Linked DNA regions of Anser cygnoides: region 1 is linked to region 2. Evidence: chromatin contacts called from public Hi-C data. All regions are on one chromosome and are shown on one strand. Each heading gives the region's core, a stretch centred on a gene start, on an enhancer-like site or on the middle of the called end of the contact. The rest is flanking DNA. Distances are from core to core; before and after follow the strand shown. Region 1 overlaps SMURF1 (SMAD specific E3 ubiquitin protein ligase 1). Region 2 overlaps MPRIP (myosin phosphatase Rho interacting protein).

Evidence for each region. Hi-C and Micro-C count contacts between places; a contact is called where the count stands out from the background.
Region 1: a Hi-C map of liver shows a contact between it and region 2, with 1.8 times the contacts expected there. The contact joins two enhancer-like sites. A contact is called at or near these places in 2 of 7 Hi-C or Micro-C datasets (both in liver).

What each region holds. Positions count from the first base shown.
Region 1 is chr15:3,846,351-3,849,050 of Taihu_goose_T2T_genome, forward strand. The region is part of intron 1 of SMURF1 (SMAD specific E3 ubiquitin protein ligase 1); the gene reads left to right. Among named protein-coding and RNA genes, the nearest start is that of SMURF1, 14 kb to the left of the region's middle. Within about 2 kb of position 1,416, at least 2 of the 3 cell types and tissues checked have open chromatin away from gene starts, as enhancers often do. A contact at or near this core is called in liver, where this site is marked.
Region 2 is chr15:3,402,833-3,405,724 of Taihu_goose_T2T_genome, forward strand. MPRIP (myosin phosphatase Rho interacting protein) reads right to left here. Exons shown (of 24, transcript XM_066977802.1): 3 at 2,595-2,660. Among named protein-coding and RNA genes, the nearest start is that of MPRIP, 13 kb to the right of the region's middle. Within about 2 kb of position 1,524, at least 1 of the 3 cell types and tissues checked has open chromatin away from gene starts, as enhancers often do. A contact at or near this core is called in liver, where this site is marked.

The DNA of each region.
Region 1 (2,700 bases), core at 166-2,665, 440 kb after region 2:
CTTATGGTCCAAAGGCTTCCCGATGTCCCCTTGTTGTTGCCGTGTGCTACCATGGCTTAATCTGAAAACAAATGTGAAATATTTAACATAGCTAGATGGTACAAGATAAGGCTCGGAGTCCTTCTGTATCCGTGATGTTAGTCATGCTTGAGCTCACGCAGCTCACAACTTCGCTCTTCGCGGAACAACGCGGATAAATGTTTTATGGACACAAAGGGAAATGGGGCGTCTCGCTGTGGCAGTGGGCTTCCCTCCCCACCCCCCGATTAAATCGCAGGTTGTGGATTTTTCGTATGCACCCCACCTCAACCGCAGATTTGCTGTAACCAGTCTGTTTGTTTTGTTGTTCATCCCTGGTGACCGTCAGTAGCGCTGGGCTGAATAAACAGAGCCTATTGATCAAATTCGAAGTCATTAACTTGGCAGTTTAAATAGATGCTGTCCTATATAATTAGAACAAGGGAGTAACACATAGGCTGATACGGCTTTATTCGGAATAAAAGCCTGCTTTTCATGAAATCTTGTTTGGTGCCATTCAGCTCGCGCGGTTTTGTGCCTCCCGTAGGTCACGCAAGAATTAGACGTTTTGTTGAAAGTACCTAAAGTGGAGAGGCCGGCTTTGCTTGTGTAAGAGAGCGGTGACATTGATCTGGCGTGGATCTGCTGAACTTTGGTACTGCTGGGGAGCCCTGCTTGGCAGAAGGGCTGGCTAGCGCGCTGCGTGAGGTTACTGGTTAACCACATCCAGCCCGGGCGCTGCCGGGGGAGGCAAATGGGTGCTTTCAGGGCAGGGTACCGCTCCTGATGCCTCCGTCCCCAGTCGAGCAGCCTAGTCTGGTTGTCCATCTTGCTGCTGCTCGGCTGAGCGAAACACATGCCTGTTAGATCGGGATGTTTATAGGCAAACACAACGGGTGATTAATTATTTTCAAAGGCAGACGTTTCCTCTTAATGGCTACTGTTGCGTGATGTGGCTGTCGGTGTTCCACGTCGTTTTAACGTTTTCAGTGCTGTTCAGCACGGCCGTAAAACACAACATTTCGCTCTGTGAGTGCTGGGCTCCTTGAAGATCTGTTCTAGCTGCCTGGCGGCGTGGTGTGGACAGGCCGGCGAGGAACGGTGATAATCTCATTAATAGACGAGCATCGTGAGCCTGCAGCCAGCCCGCTGCTCCTGAGTCACGCCGCCGCGAGTCCCTGGAGAGCAGCGCGCACGTTCAGCGGTAGGATGCGCGCTCGCTGACCCACATTTCCTCGGGCGCGTGCCTCTCCGCGCCGGGAAGCGCGTCTCACTGCCTGGAAATCGGAGGAGAGCTGATGTCACTTGGGTCTCCCAGCCGTTGCACGACCCAAGCCAAAGTACTTGTAGGGAATTACCACTGGGGTGACTAATAGGTGATTAGGGAGATTGCGGAGGGTGCGTGAATGGGCTTCTTGTGGACAAGGCTAACTGTACGGCAGCAGCAACAAAAACGTTTCTTACTCATTGTTTCCTTCTCCTGTTATACCTTTAGCTTGGACTCATTGTTAAATGAGATTTTTCTTCCTCCACGTACTAATAGCTTTCATACTAATTCCTGGCAAAGTTTATTACAGTACAAGGAATGTTTCCCCTGCAACAAGTGGGCAAATGTCAGATAGAAGAAAACAGCGACTCCGTATTAGGGTTAATAGAAAGAGCAGAAGTAGGTGAATGAATTATAAAATCTTGCCTTCCAGAAGCTATTAATATCTCTGTAATTACAGTCTTTTTTTGGAACAAGCCTTGCTTCTGTCCCGTTCTCTTCCTTTCCCCTCTGCCGCGGCTTCCTTACAGCTGCGTGCCCCTGCTCCTGCTGGCTGAGGGGTGCCACCGCTGTCACCCCCTGACTTGTCCCCACATCCCCTCGGTGTTCAGCATCTGGCACCAGGCCCGAGCAGCGAGCCGAGACGTGCATTGCCACTGGCAGGTAGCCAGGGTCACCGCTCACCTTTTAATGCTGGTGCCCTTCACCAGCCAGGAACAAACACTGTCGTGTGTTTAGGGCTTCCTGTGTTTTTTTTATTTCGTTTGCAAACAAGAAGGGTTTAGGCTGAGCCCTCTGAACAAATGAGGGGAAAAAAATGCATAAGGAAAGCGAGGAGCAGTTTGTAACATCTCGGGCGGATGTTGAAAGGGATCATAACGGACTGAATAATTAGCAAACAAACCTAAGATTGTGGAGTTCAGTTTTTCCAGGAGTTAAAACCAGTGTTCTAAACCAGCCAATGTACTTCATTCAAAATCAGAAGCGATGCCAAGAATTTAACTTGAGCAAACAAAATTTTTCTTTTTCTGAATTTAAACTGTGCACCTTTAACTTGTGTTTGAATTCCTGGAGTCATTCTTCCATTTTTGTAACTTAAGTGCTTAAACAATCATTACTTTTGAAACTTTACCTGGGCATTTGAGGTGTCTTTTCCTACAGCAAGGTATCTAAATGGTATTTTGAACTACTCTGGGAGGTTTTTTGTAATAGTTTCTTTATTTAACTGATTAAAAAACAACAGGTAATCTTCCCACTTCGGTATTTCATACTGTCTGTTTTGTATTGACAGCATCTACAGCAAAAGGACTGAGGTTAGAAGGGCTCACTGAGTGTTACATGTACGGGAGCTGGTAACAAGGTAATCACCGAACAGAGAGGTCGGTAGAATTCTTTAATTCCGTCTACCTTGGGCA
Region 2 (2,892 bases), core at 274-2,773:
AACTGGGGAATGCATCCCTTGGGAACAACACGGATGGGGCGGCTCGTGGCACTGCTGTGCCCCGGGACCGGGGTGCGCAGGGGGCGGTGCGGCAGCTCGCCCTCTCTTCTGCCTCTCCTAAACTCAACACAGGAGCGGGTTCACCACCCACCGGCTGCTGGGGGGAGGAACATCAGCCCCTCCACGCCACCCATCCCGCACAGGGCTCTACGGAACGGGACAAGCAAGCCGAGGGGTGACACTGGTGGCTCGGCACGGGACCCCCGAGCAATCGGGTGGCCGAGCCCCCCCGGCAGCAGCAGGGAGGGCGGCAGGAGGGGTGGGCGGCCTCCGCATCCACTGCCGTTTGTTTGGGAGCGAGGAATTTGTGCACGTCTGAGCAGGCTCGGCTTACCCAGGGCTCGGCAGAGCTGGGAACAGCCCCGCTGGCACGCTCCCTGCTCGCTGGGGCGGAGGGGAAGGGGACGCACGCTGCTTCGCCCGCCCTCGGGGGTCCCGGTGAGCCCTGCAGGGAGCGGGGTGCTCGGGGCCGGCTGCTTTTTGCAGGTGCCTTACAAGCACTCGGTCATAAAAATCAGCACAGAGCAGCGCGCGGCTTCCAACTGTAAAAGGAAGGGGAAAAAAGGAAAAGAAAAAAAAAAAAAAAAGCCAACAGCCCAGCCAGCGGCTCAGCCGAGGAACGCGGTGCCAAACCAGGCTCCTCCGGAGACCTCTCTGCTTCCAAACTCGGTGCCTTCCCCGCCCGCGCGCCCCGTCCCACCGACGGGATTCAGGCACGATTTCGGGCTCCCCGGGGCAAGGAGGAGGCCGCGGCCGCTTGGACCGTGCCCGGAGTTTTCCACCCGCCCGGCAGCGAGCCGTGAGAACTGCCGCAGCACCGTGCCCGGAGGCCTGGATCCGGCCCCGCTGCCAACTACGGCCCTTCGTCCCCTCCCAGCCCTCTTTCAGGGCGGCAGCTCATTAGCTGCTGACCCCAGCTTGCAAACAGATGTGCCCTTTGCTGACGAACACGCCGCTCGGGGAGGGGGGGGGGGAGGAGGAAGAGGAGGCTGGGGCTGCCCGTGGGTACCTCAGGCCTGGCGTCTCCGCCACTGCCGCCAGCCCGTGGGCTCCCCTCCCGATCCCACGCCTTCCTCCCCTCCCCGCTTTTAATAAGAGCAGAAATTGCCAAAAGCCGCAAAATTAATGTCTAACAGGTTCAGGGCAGAGCGATGCAATCCGCTCGCCCGGCTGCCTGGGAGGTCTCCGGCCAGCTGCTGCCCGGCTCCCGGTGCGCTGCGGTGGCCGCCCCCGGGGGACCCCCACCCAGCTTCCAGGGGCACCCCCCGGGGGAGCGCAGCGGGAAATCGCCCCTGCGACCGGGCGAGGAGAGGCTGCAAAGCTGATCCCTCCCCGTGCAAAAAGCCAGCATCGTCCCGCGCAAAGCCCCAGCCCCGTTGCTCCCCCTTGGTGGTGGAGGAGGCGGGGAGCCCCGATGGGCTGCAGCGGCCACCGTGCCGCAGGCAGGCGGCTGGCGCGGGACAGCATCTCGGTACGGAGAGGTAACGCTCCTCCCGTGCTCTCTTTTTGTTGTTTTTTTTCCCACTTTTTCCCTGCCCAGCCAGCCCAAAGGGTGCCAGAGAACCGCGGGATGCTCCGCCAGCCCTCTGCATGCCCCCTGCTGATGGTCCCCTGGGTGTGGGGCCACAAGATCCAAAGGACAGGGCACGGGGCTGGGGCACTGCCTGTCTGCTCCTGCCCCAACGCAGCGGTGCCTGGGGCAGGTCATCCTCCCTGGGATGCAAAGCAGCAAAAAAAAAAAAAAAAAAAAAATAAAACCCATAAACCTGACATTTCCCAACACCCTTCCACGCCTCCTCCTCGTATCAGGGCATTTCCCCACAGCAGCCAGCTGCACGCTGGCTTTCTTTCGCAGCACGACTTGAAACACCGGCCCAGCGCGTGGCCAGGTTGCTGCAACACTAAAACCGTACCGAAAGCCTCCACGCCTCCTATCCGAGGCGTTTCAATCATCCACGGGACTTGGACCGGCCCCAGCAAACACCACAAACAAACAAACAGAAGCGGGACTCTGCTCCATGCACCCTCCGTGCCCCGCGGTGCCAGGGCTGACCCCACTGGGGGCTTGCAACAGAGGGGAGAGTTTCTTTCCTCCCTCCCTCCCTCCCTTCCTTCCCCAAGCTCTCTTTTCGCAGCGATGCTGCTCCCAGGGAAGGGCGAGCAGCGGGCAGGCGTTCCAGCTGACCTACTTTCCATGGGCACCGCTGTCTCCTTCCCGGACACAGCCGAGGCGATTCTCCGCCACCGAACCCCAGCGAGCACCGAGGGACGGGACGGGAAGGGGGCACGGGGCGCCCTGGGGACAGCACGCCGAGCCGGATGACCCCCCCACCTGCACCAGATCCGTCAGCATCGCGCTCCCACTGCGGGTTTATACCAAAAACCGAGTTTTCCCCAGTGCCCTGCGATGCCTGGGCTTGGCCACAAAGCTCCAGGGGATGACAGGGACCTCCCCACACCACGCACTGTGCGCGCTGCCACCGCAGGTCCCTGCCCCCAGCGACGCCCCCCCGGGTTTGCCGGGCAGCACTCACCATCTCGTCGAGGGCGTAGCGCAGCAGCCCGTGCTCGTAGAGGATGAAGAAGCGGCGCTGCCATTTCTGCAAGAGAAGACGGTGAGGAGGGTCATTCCCGCCTGCAAAACCGGGGTGAGAGCACGCGGAGATGGGGGAGAAAAGGCACCGAAATCCCCCGCAGAGCTAAGGGAACGCGTGACAGCGGGGCACGCACCCCGGTCCCGTCACCCCGCCCCGAGCACGGGACTGCAAAGAGCAGCAGCTGCCAAAAAACGCAAAGAGGAGCCCCCAGCGCTGCGGGGATTGATCCTGAAGG